Regions from separate parts of the Mus musculus genome. Here all the other regions are linked to region 1. Evidence: chromatin contacts called from public HiChIP or PLAC-seq data. All regions are on one chromosome and are shown on one strand. Each heading gives the region's core, a stretch centred on a gene start, on an enhancer-like site or on the middle of the called end of the contact. The rest is flanking DNA. Distances are from core to core; before and after follow the strand shown.

What was found. HiChIP or PLAC-seq counts read pairs in DNA pulled down with a chosen protein or histone mark.
Region 2: a contact with region 1 is called in an H3K27ac HiChIP or PLAC-seq map of embryonic stem cells, with 7 read pairs. The contact joins two enhancer-like sites. A contact is called at or near these places in 8 of 39 promoter capture datasets (the C10 cell line, the HPC-7 cell line, cranial neural crest and 5 more), 2 of 15 datasets of contacts at CTCF or cohesin (both in embryonic stem cells), 7 of 484 Hi-C or Micro-C datasets (LSK cells, bone marrow-derived macrophages, embryonic stem cells and 2 more), 15 of 115 datasets of contacts at active chromatin or transcription factors (the 230-238 cell line, the HPC-7 cell line, embryonic basal ganglia and 8 more) and 2 of 9 other capture datasets (liver and macrophages).
Region 3: a contact with region 1 is called in an H3K27ac HiChIP or PLAC-seq map of extraembryonic endoderm stem cells. The contact joins two enhancer-like sites. A contact is called at or near these places in 6 of 39 promoter capture datasets (the SN4741 cell line, embryonic stem cells, fetal liver and 3 more), 2 of 15 datasets of contacts at CTCF or cohesin (CD8 T cells and the NIH/3T3 cell line), 14 of 484 Hi-C or Micro-C datasets (8-cell embryo, the CH12 cell line, the G1E-ER4 cell line and 10 more), 29 of 115 datasets of contacts at active chromatin or transcription factors (the 230-238 cell line, CD8 T cells, the HPC-7 cell line and 19 more) and 5 of 9 other capture datasets (adipose tissue, bone marrow-derived macrophages, liver and 2 more).

The regions. Positions count from the first base shown.
Region 1 is chr11:4,268,801-4,273,792 of GRCm38.p6, reverse strand. It overlaps Lif (leukemia inhibitory factor), which reads right to left. Exons shown (of 4, transcript NM_008501.2): 4 at 1,279-4,869. The coding sequence ends at 4,459. Among named protein-coding and RNA genes, the nearest start is that of Lif, 14 kb to the right of the region's middle. Within about 2 kb of position 2,437, at least 77 of the 459 cell types and tissues checked have an H3K27ac peak or open chromatin away from gene starts, as enhancers often do. A contact at or near this core is called in embryonic stem cells and extraembryonic endoderm stem cells, where this site is marked.
Region 2 is chr11:4,461,859-4,466,850 of GRCm38.p6, reverse strand. No RefSeq gene overlaps it. Among named protein-coding and RNA genes, the nearest start is that of Hormad2, 23 kb to the right of the region's middle. Within about 2 kb of position 2,475, at least 5 of the 459 cell types and tissues checked have an H3K27ac peak or open chromatin away from gene starts, as enhancers often do. A contact at or near this core is called in embryonic stem cells, where this site is marked.
Region 3 is chr11:4,402,490-4,407,481 of GRCm38.p6, reverse strand. The region is part of intron 10 of Hormad2 (HORMA domain containing 2); the gene reads left to right. Among named protein-coding and RNA genes, the nearest start is that of Hormad2, 36 kb to the left of the region's middle. Within about 2 kb of position 3,036, at least 25 of the 459 cell types and tissues checked have an H3K27ac peak or open chromatin away from gene starts, as enhancers often do. A contact at or near this core is called in extraembryonic endoderm stem cells, where this site is marked.

The sequences.
Region 1 (4,992 bases), core at 1,188-3,687:
CAGCACTCATCTGCCCGCAGGAGGAAAGGACACGTGGGCTTCCAGCAAGGGGATGTTCAGAACCTTTCCCGATGTTGGTCGCCAGGCCCAGGCCACTTTGCTGGGTTAGTGGGTGATGTCATGAGGGGCTGGTGAGGGTAGCCTTCCTCTCACTCCACATATCCACAGATGCCCAGGGAGTCTGGCTGGTTTTTGAAGCTGCAGCCTCTCATCACTGAGGCAAGACACTGGGACTCCACATTCCTCACCAGCTCCCTGCGAAGCCCATACTAAGCAGAGCTGGAGAAGTGGGAGGCAGTCAGTCCTATCCTGGCAGAGAGAAGATGAGATGCTGGCTGAAGATGCCTGCCCGATGATTCTGTAACCTCCTGCCTTGGACTTACCAATGCCTAAAAAGCTTTCCATCATTGGTATCTTCTCAGAAGGGTTAGCCATTGCCTCCAGGCAACAACCAAGATACACATTTGTGTACCAATTCATAGATGCAGAAACTCTGCTCTGCTTTCCATAATGAATCTCTCAGGGGGAGCCCAAGATTCAAACCCCAGAGCAAAGTACAGGAGATATTTAGGGGACCTACCAGACACATCTGTGTCTAACAGTTTGACCCCCATTGTTCCCCAAGGAATAGAGAAAGGGTGCTGTGGAGAAGGCATCTCTTTGTGGGAGGAAGCACTCCCTGAGAGCCATCGGTACCCCCCCCAAAAAAGCCTTGCAGAAATGCTGTCATGGCTGCTTAGTTAGCCCACTTAGGGCACAATGTCTCGTGTGATTCTGATAGGAGCCTCTGGACCAATGTTGATGCTGCTCCTGTGCCTGTGGACCCTTCCTGGGTGACGGAGCTCCAGACAGACGCCATTTCCAAATCCCTGAAACTCCACGCAGAGAGAACATGAGGGTTGGGAGCTGAGTGGGCCCACACCCATTGGGCTGGGGACTAGCTGGGGTCACCTCTCACTGGGAGGGGTGACCTCGACATTTTAGATTACTCTGGATATTCAGTTCCTCGCTCTGGGCTTCAGTTCTCTCCTCAGCTAACCGGGAACAAACTGGCTGTTGTGCTTAGTGAGATGTCACACCAGTACCCATGGAAGCCATCGGTCCCCTCTCTTAGTGGCACCTCATATTCTAAACACCACTCACTGTTATTTCTGGGCCCAAATACCACCCTCCTACCCCTCCTGGACCGATGGAGGAAATCTCATCTTCCAATCCTCCTATAGTCCCAACAGGAGGTTCCCCCACAAGCCCTCACCAAATCAATGCACTCCAGAAGGCTCAACAAGAATGAGTTCTTTATTATTTCATTTTTTCTTTAAAAAAAAAAGACACTCCTTCAGTATAAAAAATAAATATTTTAAATATGACATTGAATAAATAAAAATAATCTGTCAGTATGAAACATTCCCACAGGGTACATTCATCAAAGAGGAATTTGTCACCCAAGGCCAAGTCCCTTCCAAAGGAAAGGAAAGAGGGAGAGCAGCAGTGCAAAGGAGAGGCTGGGCTGGGACTGGGGAGTCATCCGAATGCAGACAGCCATATCATTTCCCTTCTGAAGCCGCTACCATGCAAGACTCCGGGGTCCTGGCCCACATACCATGTCTGCTCCAGAGAGCAGGCAAAGCAGAGCTGGGTTGCTTGAGTCGGGATCAAGGACACAGAAATAGACAAGAGTGGGGGGAGGGGGGCAGACCAGTAAACTCTCAGTGCTTTCAGGTTTGAAGTTTTAAATAATAAATAAAGGCCCCTTTGCTTCTCTCTGGATAAACTGCAAAATGCCCCATCCCTTTTTCTCTGGTCCAGACACACTACCTACTATGCTCGGTGGAAGTCAATGCTTCCAGGTGAAAGATGTCAGGTGAGCAACTACCTGCCCCTAAAGTCTGTTTTCCCCAAAGGCTCAATGGTTCTGGGATGCTGGGCAACTGATGGAGTAAGACGCAGGTAGGTGGTTGCGTTGGGGGGACGGGGGCGTGCACGGAGAGAGTCCATTGGTCCCTGAGCCTTCAAAGCTGCCAGGTGGGCGGAGCCCAGAGAGTCCAAGTCCATACAAATGTGAAGTGATGACAAAGCCCAACAGGCCCCAGGCTGTGGCATCATCTTGGCTTTTAGACAAATTGACTCTCAGCTTGGAGAAGGGCAGCCAGTCCTGAGATGAGCCTGACGCAGCAACAGGAGTACGGTGGAGTAACTTTGTCGCTGACACGCGTGGCCCCCACCATAGTCTCCTTGCTGCATCTATGGTTCCAGGCCTTTCCTAAGCCAGAGCTCCAGGGCCTGTCCACCTGCCGTCCAGGTAAAGTGCTTAGAGAGTGACAGAGAAAGGTGCAAAACCGCGTGAAGCAGAATCCCACTGCTGAACTGCTAAGGACCGCCCTGTTCAGAGCCTGAGAGGCAGGCAGCTAGCTCTGTAGTCAGCCACTGCCCCAGCTTGGCTGCCTTCCTCCCTACCCTGCTCCCAGATCGAGGGCGTTCCTCTGCTTGCCTGGCCTCAGCACAAAGGAGAGATCAGATCGGATTCCCTGCCTGGGAGCCCAGACATGGGCGGGAGTGGGAAGGCAGCGATGAAGCAAGGACCACAGCTTCCTGGTCTGTGTCCCAGGCGTCTCGGGCCTTGATCTCCCCTTCTCTGGCGCACTGGGCAGCTGTTCAGGCCCAGTTCAGGGCCTGCACTGCTCCAACCTCCTGTATTCACCCTCTGTGGGTGTTCGGGCCACCCGAGGAGCTTCCATGCTGGTCGAAAGCACGCTGGGTGCCGGGTCAGGATGTTTCAGCACTCCTCAGCTACGATTTGAGGAAGGAATCAGTTTTGCCCAAGGTTCCAGAGCCATTCACTTCATTATGAATGGTGCACCGCATAGCAGGAATCTAGGGGGTGCCAGAGAGCTCAGTGGGACAAAACAACAAGAAACTGTTCCACCCCCTTGGAGACCAGAGGGAGAAGGGGGGGGGGCGGGGAGAGAGAGAGAGAGACAGAGACAGAGAGAGACAAAGAGACAGAGACACAGAGACAGACAGAGACAGACTCGGAGAGACAGAGACAGAAGCAGAGAGACAAACTGGCCCAGCTTTTTCTGGGGGACCCTGACACCCTAAAAGTGAGTCACAGTGGGAGACAGAGGAGCTAGCCAGCTCTCTGATTTGACCCATGAGCTGCACCTGTAACAATCATGTGCCTCCAGACCAGGCCCCACTAGGTGGAGAGTCTCGGCCCCAGCTCCCATGGAAGGAGCCTCATACCATTTCGGGGAATTAACTTTGCCATTTAAAGCACCAATAAGTTAATATAAATAGGACATAGTAATAAATAGACAGCTGTGCTGGATCAAACACAGCACTCTGGGCCTCATCTTCCCTGAGACCCTGACCTCAAGTTCTGCTTCTCCATGCTCCAGGGACCCAAGACAGCCCTCTGGTCCCCTTCAAGTACCTTTGCGACCTCCGGGGCCTCAGACCCGACATTCTACTTTATGCTACCTGTCTGTCTGCTCAAGATCACCTGTTCTCAGGGGTTGAGAAGCAGATGAGAGCTGCAGTCGGCTACTGCCTCAGCAATGGCTGGCTGCCTTGCTCCTTCCCTGACTCCTAGACAGTTAGAGGTCCTTCCCCGGGAGGACTCTGGGAACCTGCCTTTGCAGCCTGCCTCTTCCTGCCTGCACACACCTCACCTCTAGGTCCAGCTGGCAGACCCCAACCACGCCAGGCTGTGGGGGGAACTGCATAGAAGCTAACCGAGTTCGTCAGGCTTTGACAACTGGAAGCTGGCCGCTGTGCTTCTGTGGGAGCCTGAACACTGGTGACCTAGACTCTTCCATCTGACAGTCTCTAAGCCTGAACTCTCTCATCCAACTCAAGAGAAGACACATTCCATCATTCCACCCCAGGGTACCCTTCCACCCACAAAACTTATAAAATAAAATAAAATAAAATAAAATAAAATAAAATAAAAGGATTCCTTCTGGATCCCAGTCCCCTTAGCTCTCTCACATCCCAACCAAGCCTTCCAAAGTTTCTCTGAGAGACAGCAAAGGACCAGATGATGGTGACTCTGTAGGGGTCTAGGACACTTCCCAGCCCTTTGCTGTCTGCTGTAGACAACTTGTGCAGCTTGTTCATACACCCAGCAAGCAAGGGGCTGAGTGAGTGAGTGAGTGAGTGAGTGAGAGTGAGTGAGTGAGTGAGTGAGACAGAAATCTCTCAGACCAACACCCTCATTGCCATTTCTAGCTGGTGCTGGGCTGTATAGAAGCTCTGCCTATGGAAGTTTCAACTTTGCCAGATTCCATCATGGCCCAGCCCAGAGTGCAGTGAGTACCTGGAAATCCCTGGGGTCTGCCAGCAGCCCCGTTTTGCATTTAACAATGTCCCAAACCCCAGCACATTTTGAGCCCCCTCCCCACCTCCGGATCCTGCTCCTGAGGTCCCTCAGTCCATGGTACATTCAAGACCTCCTCTCTAGAAGGCCTGGACCACCACACTTATGACTTGCTTGTATGTCCCCAGAAGCTGGCAACCCAACTTTTTCCTTTGGAAGGCTTCTTTGTCAGAGTGGTCGGGGACAGGTGGCACATCCACGTGGCCCACACGGTACTTGTTGCACAGACGGCAAAGCACATTGCTGAGGAGGCCCCTCATGACGTCTATAGTAGCATTGAGCTTGACCTGGAGGCTCACGGCAGTGGGGTTCAGGACCTTCTGGTCCCGGGTGATATTGGTCAGGGAGGCGCTCAGGTATGCGACCATCCGATACAGCTCCACCAACTTGGTCTTCTCTGTCCCGTTGCCATGGAAAGATGGGAAGTCTGTCATGTTAGGCGCACATAGCTTTTCCACGTTGTTGGGAAACGGCTCCCCTTGAGCTGTGTACTGCAGAAGAGAGGAGAGGTGATGTGGGAGTCAGGGTGAGTGTTCTAGCCCGCCACCAACCCTTGGGGCAAGCTCTTGCACTTCTGTTTCCCCACCTGTGACATGGGGACTCCACTTGCTGCC
Region 2 (4,992 bases), core at 1,226-3,725, 190 kb before region 1:
AGTTGTTACTGGACTTGTTACCAACTGGAGCCTGGGTCCTGGCAACCCTAACAAGCTACCTGCCCTCGATTAAACATCAAGCAGAGAAAGATTCGTTCAGTGTGGCCACTTCGGGAAGAGGAACAAATAAAGATGTCTGGTGACCCCCTCCCACCCATCCACCCTGCCCCAGGCACCTAGACTCATCTGTGGGGTGCTGGCATGTAGAGGGCTAGCTGTGCGCTTAACTAGGCTGGTGAAGGTGTGGACCCACTGTCATCATGTCTGGACTCCTGGCTCTGCTGCTAGGTGGTCTGACACACCAGAGTTTAGGAGCCTCTCCCTGGGAGACAATTTCTTCCTCAGCTGCTCCAGGCTTCAAACTTCCTTCCTGGATTGAAATTCCTGAGGAAATTCCACTCCCTGGGATCCATTGTTTTAAGAGTCTGGCAGCCAGAGGGAGGGCACAGTGTCTCCCTGGAGTGCCTCCTTCCACCCAGGATGGCACACAGGTTCATGTTGTAACCCTTGTCCCCATTCACTGTACAGGATCCCGTGACCTAGAAACACCGTTCCCATCCGCTCAGCAGCAACAGCATGCATTTGTTCACCTTTGACCTTCGCTACTCTGAGGCTACCACAGTTTGGAAATTTAGAACAGGGTTTTCTACCAGAGGAGCTGATATTGGGGTGTTACTAGGCTCCCCGCCCCTGAGGTCAGGGACCTCCTAGTCCTGTGGGTGGTTATTTTCTTTGCAGTGTGGTCCTTTTGCTTCAGAGACGGTATGAAGGGATCTCCCCCAAGGCAAAATCACCTCTCCTAAAATCCTTTTAGAAACCAAAGCCTTCTCTGTGCCAGGGCTTTTAAGGGTTCAGTGGGTTAGGCGAGGCCAGCTCAGGATGGCTGCTTTTGTGGTGTGGCAGGGTGGGGTGTTTTCTTGTTTCATTTATGGAAAGCATGTATTTTATTTTCCACTTAAATTACAAACTAACTGGGTGTGGTGGTACACACATTTAATTCCAGCACTTGCGAGGCAGAAGCTATTGGATCTCTGTGAGTTCAAGACCGGCCAAATCTTCAAAGAAAGTTCCAGAACAGACAAGGTGACACAGTGAGCCTTTATTTATCTCAAAATAAATAAAATATTAAAACTGCCAACCAGACTGGGCAGCTTGTGTCTCAGTGGTAGAGTTTTTTGGGGGGGGTAGGTGGGAGGTGGTGTTTCAAGATAGGGTTTCTCTGTGTAGCCCTGGTTGTCCTGGAACTCACTCTGTAGACCAGGCTGGCCTCAAACTCAGAAATCCACCTGCCTCTGCCTCCCAAGTGCTGGGATTAAAGGTGTGTGCCATCACTATCCAGCAGTGGTAGAGTTCTTGTCTATCATACATAAGACCCCAGCCCTGAGAGAGACAAAAATACAAACCAAATCAAACCAAGCCTGTCCAGTCTCTGCTGGCCTGTGTAACGCAGCTGCCTGGTAAAGCATCCACAAATCCTGTGCACACCCCAGGAAGGGCATGCATGGATCATCAGGAGATGCCCCTCGCTGGACAGCACTCACCCTGTACACAGAGGACCCATTGCTGTCCTATGCTCTAACATTCTTTTGTATGCTTCAGGACTCTTTTAATCGGAAGTTATGAAAAACAGTGTTTCTGGACTAAGCAATAGTCACATTTTAATTTTTTTCAAATGCACATATATTTTTGTAAAAGAAGAAAACTTTCTGGTGACTTAATGTCTCTCTGAACTTTCTAGGCTTGGCTTGGCTTAGTGCTAGTACATCTGCAAGGTGCTCAGATCAAGCCCCAGCACCTAAAAAAAGAAGCTTTGAACTGTGAATAATTTCCTGCAGTCCTGGGGGCAGGGGTAGGAACCAAACTCATGGCCTTGACTGAGCATGCTCAGCAAGTATTGCACCCCCAACCATACTCCCAGCTCACACCGCTCCCTTTGGAAGCCCATACTTAGTGATGGAGGTCTCACCCAGGCCAGAGTAGCCTCAAACTCACTCTGTAGCTCAAGATGACCTTGAACACCTGATCCGGCATCACTGCCTCCCTAATGCAGGAGTCACAGAGAAAAGTCTCCATGCCCTAAGAAAAACCGATGTGTCTGTCTGGAGTGCCTCTGCACAGGGGATTTGCTGCTTCCTCTGTTGATTTACACAGTCATTTATTAAAGTCAAAATAGATGCCTGTGGTGTTTACTTCATACCTGGGTTGCCATTCAGGACTGATGCGCTGACACTGCCAGTCTTTCAGAGATGGATGATCCTGTCTTTACATATAATCATCTCCTTAATAGCCCTGTGTCATACCATCTTTTCTAATTCTAAGAACAAATTTACATCCTACTTCATTTTTGTTGCTCAAATGAGTCCATTTTTGACATTGGCTTTTGTGGTGGTTTGAATGAAAATGGTGCTGATAGGCTCAGAGGGAGTGGCACTATTTGACAGGATTAGGAGACAAAGCCTTGTTGGAGTGGGTGTGGCCTTGTTTGGGGTGGGTGTGGCCACTGAGGGGTGGGCTTTGAGGTTCCAGAGGCCCAGGCCAGGCCCAGTGTCTCATTCTCCTCCTGCTGTCTGCCGATCCAGACATAGAACTCAACTATCTCTCCAGCATCATGTCTGCCTTCATCCTGCCATGTTTCCCACATGACAATAAGGACTAACCCCTCTGAAACTGTAAGCTGGCCCCAATTAAAGGTTTTCCTTTATAAGAGTTGCTGCGGTCATGGTGTCTCTTCCCAGCAATAGAAACCCTGACTAAGACAGCATGCTTTTGGTGAACCCCTCTGCCCATAAAAACCATCTTCATGGGTTTTCTTATTGGTAATGTCATCATTTTGGTTTTTAAGAAATCTGTGCTTTCTCCTCTATAGGGACCCCACCCTCATCACTGTATGCAGTCATGTGTGGCATAAGGACATCCTGGGCAATGGCAGACAGAGTGTGTCAGTGGTCCCAGGGAATTAGGATGGAACTGAAATTTTCCTATTGCCTAATTATATCATGGTCATCATACCATCACTGTACAATGCATTAGTCAACTGTTTGGGCTGGTGCTGCTGTCAACAGACCTGCTGTGCCACAATGGTACATGCAGATCTATGCAGTGCGGAGTGTTCCTGGGGCTGGCTTACTGTTCACACCCTGTGGGTGGCACACCCAGGGCTTCCCATGTGCTAGGCAAGCTCTCTCCCACTGAACTGCATCTCCAGCACACACACCTCTCTTTTTTCATATTAAATCAGGTCTCACTAAGTTGCCCAGGCTAGACTCGAACCTGTAATCTCCCTGCTTTAGTTTCTTGAGTCGCTGAGACTGCAGGCGTGTGCCACTATAGTCAGCTGGGATTACTTTTTCTTATAGTTTTTAAAAATAACTGCATGTTGGAGTTATGAATTTCTTCCTTCCTTTGTTTTTGTTGTTGGCGTTTTGTTTTGTTTTGTTTTGTTTTGTTTTGTTTTGTTTTGTTTCTTCTTGAGCTCTGACTTTCCTGGAACTTGCTCTGTAGACTGGGTTGGCCTTGAACTCAGAGATAGGCTTGCCTCTGCCTCCTGAATGCTAGATGTGCGTGTTGCAGCTCTGCAGGGAAAGGCTTCCCCTACAGAAGTGTCACAGCTTTGCTTCAGCTGCAGCACAGCAAAAGCTCTGCTCAAGTGTTGCCACTTTACTCAGAGAGCTATCCTGGCAGTCAGGAGCCAAGGACTACCACAAAGTCACACCACACAACAAACCTCACACAAGAGACTTACTGGGAGGGGAAAACCCAGGAGGGCGGCTGCCTCTGTTCTTGTGAGAAGCAGCAGGGAGCTGAGCAAAGAGAAAGGTTTATGTGAGATTTCTTGGGGGTGGGGGTGGGAGTGGGGGGTGGAGCTTTCCAGGGTGAGGATTGGTGGAATTTCAAGTCCTGAGTTGGGTGAGCTTAGAATTAGTCGGGTTTTGAGTTCAGGGATTGGTGGGTTTCTGTGACAAGCTCAGGGGTTGGTAGAATTCTGTTTCTTAGCCCTGGTCTTGGGGTCAAGTCTAGGTCAGTGTGTTCTTTCCTTGGTCTTTTTATCCTACACCGGGTGCTACCACTACCAGGCTGAATTATAAACTTCCAGTTAAACACACAGACCATCCCAGCTTACATTGGTTTGACATTTTCAGCTTTAGGATGACGGTGTGAAAATGATGCCCACTGAGTAACAACTGCTCTCTTCTGAATGTTACTATGGGCTAGTGATGTACAGAATGCTCATCTCAGCCACTCCGAGGTATTTTACCTAGGTCCCAGGCATCTTTACCTTTGTGAGAGAAAGCAACCATGCATAAAATAGGTTTGCTGAGACACAGCCCCACCGTAAGAGGAGGAGCATCTTCATGCACTAAAAACCGCTGTCTTTGTTGCTTACAAAGCTGTATCATTCCTTCAGACCTCCCATTCTAAACTCTGTTCTGCCACGCAAAACTCTCTGTTGGGCTGGCTTCCTAATCAGGAAGAAAAACAGGGAGCACTAGACAGACTAGGGAGCACTAGAAGACACAGTGTGAATAGGAGTGCTCACCCCTGTTTTCCGTGGTGCTCCAGCCAGTTCCCATGAAGACAGTACTTGGTGGCAGTTTTCAGCCCCCTGTGGCCATCCTAATACAGGTCAGGTTCTACCTGATGAAGTTAGAATAATGGCCTTCCAATGGTGAACAGTTCCTAATCCTTCAAACCCTTTGAATATGCTGTTTTCTAACTCAAATGGGACTGCAGAGATGATTACAGTGAGCAGTCAGAGATGGGAAACTGTCTTGACCAACCTCACTGTGTCCTTAACATAGATGATGTGTAGAGGGGCCAGGGTCAGAGAGGTGCGATATGCCAGGACTCATTAGGCCAGCATTGGAGATGGGGAGGAAAGCAAGCCAGAAATGGAAGGTCCAGGGAGGGGTGTCCTTTTAGGGGCTTCTGTAAAGGAACACAGGCTATTCAGACACTTGAGTTCCTCACTCAGTGAGTTAGAATGAGAATGGC
Region 3 (4,992 bases), core at 1,787-4,286, 130 kb before region 1:
TGAAAATAACTAGATTCTAGTGCATTATTTTTCATTTGATTCCATGTCAAAACAGACATAGTTAGCATGGCAAAGCTAAACATAATAACAACAATAATAGTGGATAAGAGAATAATGAGACTATTTTTTATTTTTATTATGAAGAAAAAACTTAACAGCTGTACTAGAGCATGCCATTAATTCCAGTACTTGGGAGGCAGAAGCAGGGAGATCTCTGTGAATTCAAAGTCAGCCTAGTGAGTTCCATGAAAGCCAAGGATACACAGAAAAAACCCTATCTTAAAAAAAAACAAAGAAAAAGAACTAAAGGAAGAAGAAAGATTTTAAAGGGACTGGAGAAATGGCTCAGTGGTTAAGAGCTGATACCCTCTTGCAGAGGACTCAAGTTTCATTCCCAGAACCTATGTCTGATAGTTCACAACTACCAATAACTTCATCTTCTAGGGGGATCTGTCACCTCTAGACTCCATGGGTACCCATACTCATATGTGCATACCCACATATGCACATACCCTTCACACGTGTGTGTGTGTGTGTGTGTGTGTGTGTGCGTGCGTGTGTGTATAAATGTAAATACTTTCTATCAAGACTATACAAAGTTAAAAAGGCAGGCATGCTTGTACATGTCTCCAACCTTAGGAGCAAATGTGGGGATAACAGAAGTTTATGAGCAGCCTCTGTTAGATAATACGTTTGAGGTCAACTTGGGCTATCTGAGACCAGAAAACCAAAAAGAAAAAAAAAGCAGATTGTCCTTCTCTTTTGCCAAATACATGTAAGCAGAGCAGCCTGCCAGGGAAAGAGGAGTGGCAGGGTCTGGACTTGCTGAGAGGATTCATTGACGCAAGTACCACTGACATCCTCACTAAACCATCCTCGTGTTTCCTCCTAGAAAGTCCTCACGTCCACATTCTGACACACAGATACAAGGAACTTTCATCTTTATTACTTTAAAACATTTTTGAGAAGAGTTCTCTTTATAGCTCTGACAGTCCTTCCTTGTAGTTTTGCCATCTTGTAGAGTATTAGTTTGAGTAAATATATAGATAGACTCTGTCATTTCTGTCTTTTGCTGGACTGTCAAGAATGTGATCTCATTATTGTGTATTTTTCCTTTCCACTGCTGTATTCTACTCAGTTTTGTTTGTTCAGGGGTTTGTTTTGTTTTGTTGTTGAGACAGTTTCACTATGTAGCTCTGACTGGCCTGGAACTTGTTCTATAGACAAGGCTGGGCTAGAACTCATGGAAATCTGCCTGCTTTGCCCTCCTCCTGTACTGGAGTTAACTCTGTGTACATTAGATTGACCCTTATTTTCCTTTGAGACAGAATCTGTGTTGCCTAAACTAATCTTAGGTTTCTGACTTCAAGTGATCCTGGTCTATGGGGACATGCTTCAGTCTCTCATGTCACTGAAAGGTCGCTCCTGTCTAGATATTGTAGTCTGGCTGGCCTAGAACTCATAAAGAGCCACAAAGCTCTACCTCCACATCTATACGCACACTTACTGGTACATGCAAATGAGTGTCTACAGGGAAAATAGTAGTTTTAGATTTGTTTTAATCACTGCTCTATTACTATTACGAGATACCATGATGTGTCTCTGTGACGAGACAGCTTATAAAAGCAAACATTTAATTGAGGGCTTGTTTACAGTTTTAGAAGGTTAGTTCATTATCATCATGTCAGGGAAGATGGCGGCATACAGGCAGGCACTGGAACAGTCTCTGAGAGCTATATCCTGATCCATAAGTAGAGAGGACTCTAGACTTGGCATGGGGTTTTAAAACCTCAAAGCCCACTCCAACTTCTTCCAAGAAGGCCATACCTACTCCAACAAAGCCACACCTCCTAATTGATCTAATTCTTCTCAAATAGTGCTAGTTCCTGATGACTAAGCATTCAAATATATGAGCCTATGGGCTCTTATTCAAACCACCACAGGTTTACACATTTTCAACTTTGTTAGAAAGGACAAAATAGTTTTCCAAAGAACTATACCCATATTTATTATACCAACAGTGGAAGACAGACCTCATATTCTGTAAGCACTTATTATTGCAGAGTTCATGTTTTCAGTGTCTGCTTGGTATGCTAGCACCTCATCATTTTAGCGTATTTCTTATTGTTGATGCTTGAGCATTTTTTCATTAGTCATTCTGGTTTTCTGGTGCATTGAATTATCTTTCTTTATTCATATAAAAATATTCTGGGGCTAGAAAAATAGCTCAGTGGTAACAATTTATACTGCTCTTCCAGAGTCCTTGAATTCAGTCCCTAGCACCCATGTCAGGGGGGATCATGATTGCCTGTAACTCCAGCTCCAGAGGGACCTATTGTCTAGCCTCTGAGGGCACCTGTATTGTGTGTACAGCAGACAGACAGACATATATGCACAATGTACAAAATTAAAAGAAAAAATATTCTGATAATCATTCTTTTTTACTTATTTATGTTACAGTAATTTGTCTGTTTTTGTGGCTTGTCTTATCTTCTTTAAGTGGTCTTTTGGTAAAGAAAGGCTGTTCATTTAATGTAGTCTAATCTTTTATTCTGACATTCTTAAGAAATTATCTACTTAAATATACATATATACACTTTAAACTCTCACCTTTCTTACTCTCTAGCCCTCCTTCTCTCTTTCTCTTATCCCCTCTCTCCACATGGCCATGGCCGGCCTCTCTCCCTTTTTCTACCTTCTCTCTTTCCCCCTGCCTTTCTACAATAAAGCTCTAAAACCATAGACTGTCTCTCTGCTCATCAAGGCCCACCATGCTTGAACGATGAGATAGGCTTTCCTCTAACAAGCCCCCGTCTAACCTCCTACTGAAAGGCCTTCCTGTGCCACCAACTGGACTAAGGACTCTCGCCTGTGTGGGAACCACACAGCACCTCCCTCTCTCCCCACCCTCTCCTCCCTTTGGCCCTGGACTGAGCCATCCCCCGGGGTTGGGGGTGGGGGCATTCTGTTCTCAGGTCTTCCCTGTGTCCAGTGGTGTCTGGGATGCCCGAGGCTGAGAACCTGTTATCTAGAACTGCCTCTTGTCCACCACCTGCCTAGCTGGGGAATTCCAAGAATGTGAGCACAGTACACATGGAACCAGCTGAAGTTGCCTCAGAAAGCAATGGTTGTGTGGCATGCTAGCTAAGAACAGAGAGATGTGTTGAAGTTCACCACATAGAATAATTTCTCTTGTGAGCTCTATTTAAAACTCAAGACCATCAGAGTTACAGATCCTTGCTGGCACAACTCCAGGTTGAATTCTGTACCATCAGCTATTCAAGGACTCCATTAGAATACCAATTGCTTCCTCAAATATGTAACCTTTGCCTGATGAAAGTTCCCTTGCTCTGAACATAATGGAGTATCACTTGGAAGTGACAACTTACATATTCAATAAAAATGAGGTCTTTTTTATTAAAAATACACACACACACACACATATATATACATATATACTATCTACCTCATACCATAAATGAAATAATCTCTGTGTGTTTGTGTGTGTGTGTGTGTGTGTGTGTGTGAGATTTCATTTATGGTATGAGGTAGCTCAGACCCCTTTACAGTTTTATGTCTAATTATTTTATGCATGCAGACAAATAAATAACTTAGTGATACAGCTCAGTAAACAGACACAAACCAAACAGTAGGGACGGCTGGGACATGGGTCAGGCAAGCAAGATGCCCAGGGGAGAGAGTGAGAGCCTCCTTAAGTTGTTCTCCCTGGGTTCTTGCTTGTCTCAACACATCTTGGCCCTGCTGAATAGTCTGACAAAAGCATCAATCAGATCAAGAGGTGGGATACTACCAGCTGCTTAGAAACATAGTTTTAACCTCACAGTTCATACTCCAGTTAGCAAGAGCATTGGCATCCTTCCTTCTGTTAGCATGCATTTTTTGTTCATGCTGTCGCTGGTATCCATTTGGATGTGCTCTGACTTGGGGTCACTAGGACAGGCACTGCTAAGACTTCTGGTGCTCGGTGCTCGGTCAGGACATATTGACGGTGGGAATCAGGTTGGAAGGAGTGGACAGCTGAGTCAAAGGGCATGCATGCAGTTAGCCCGGCTAGGTACAGCTTCCCAAGCGCTTGTGCCGAGGTCCACACAGCTGCTTTGCATCTTCATCCACTTTGGCGATTTCTATCATTTTTATCAGGTATATTTTGTATGCTGAGCATATTTCATCTTGTTAGGGATAAGCATTCTAGTGGGTGGCAGTGATGAGTTGTTGTGGTTTTCATTTTTGTTTCCCTTCTGAATAGTGAAAGTCAGCACACTTGTCTGACTCACTGATGTGTAGGAATTCTACAGATACATTCTGTAGAGAAGTAATCCTCCAAAACAAGTGTATAGTAAATATCTTAACTTCATAAATGTCCTTTTCACTGTTTTATAGAGATATTTTATGAACAGTTCTTTTTTTTTAGAGGAATATAAAACAATTTCTTGACTGCTGTTCACCATTATTTACAACAAAGTATACAATATGCAGTTGAATAGCATTTGGTAATATGAAATGATTTTCTTGGTGTCTATTGAATCAGTAATCAAGAACTGGAAAGGAATGAGTCAGGGTAAAGAAAAAATGTACAGGTCAATAATTTATACCAAAATTTTGAACAGAAGTTTCTAATTTTAGAAGAATTCAACTTGTTAGTCTTTTCAAGCGACATTCAGCAGAATGAAAAGTATTTAGAATACTTCTTAAGAAACGTTTGTTAAGGACCCTTCGTTAGACAAGGGTTCAGTGCCCTTTTTGGGCTCTGTGGGCACTACACACACATACACAGAAAAATAATTTTTAAATACTTAAAGAAAAGAAATTCTAGTCTACTCCAGAGCTTACAGAGGCATACTCTGTGTCCTTCTCTAAAGGGACAGTAACCTAGCAGTAACCACAGGGAAAGAAGTTTTGTTTAATTATGGTGGAGTGTGCACATATGAGACACTGGCTTCAGTTTGCCTTAGTGCTGGGATAGGAGTGAAG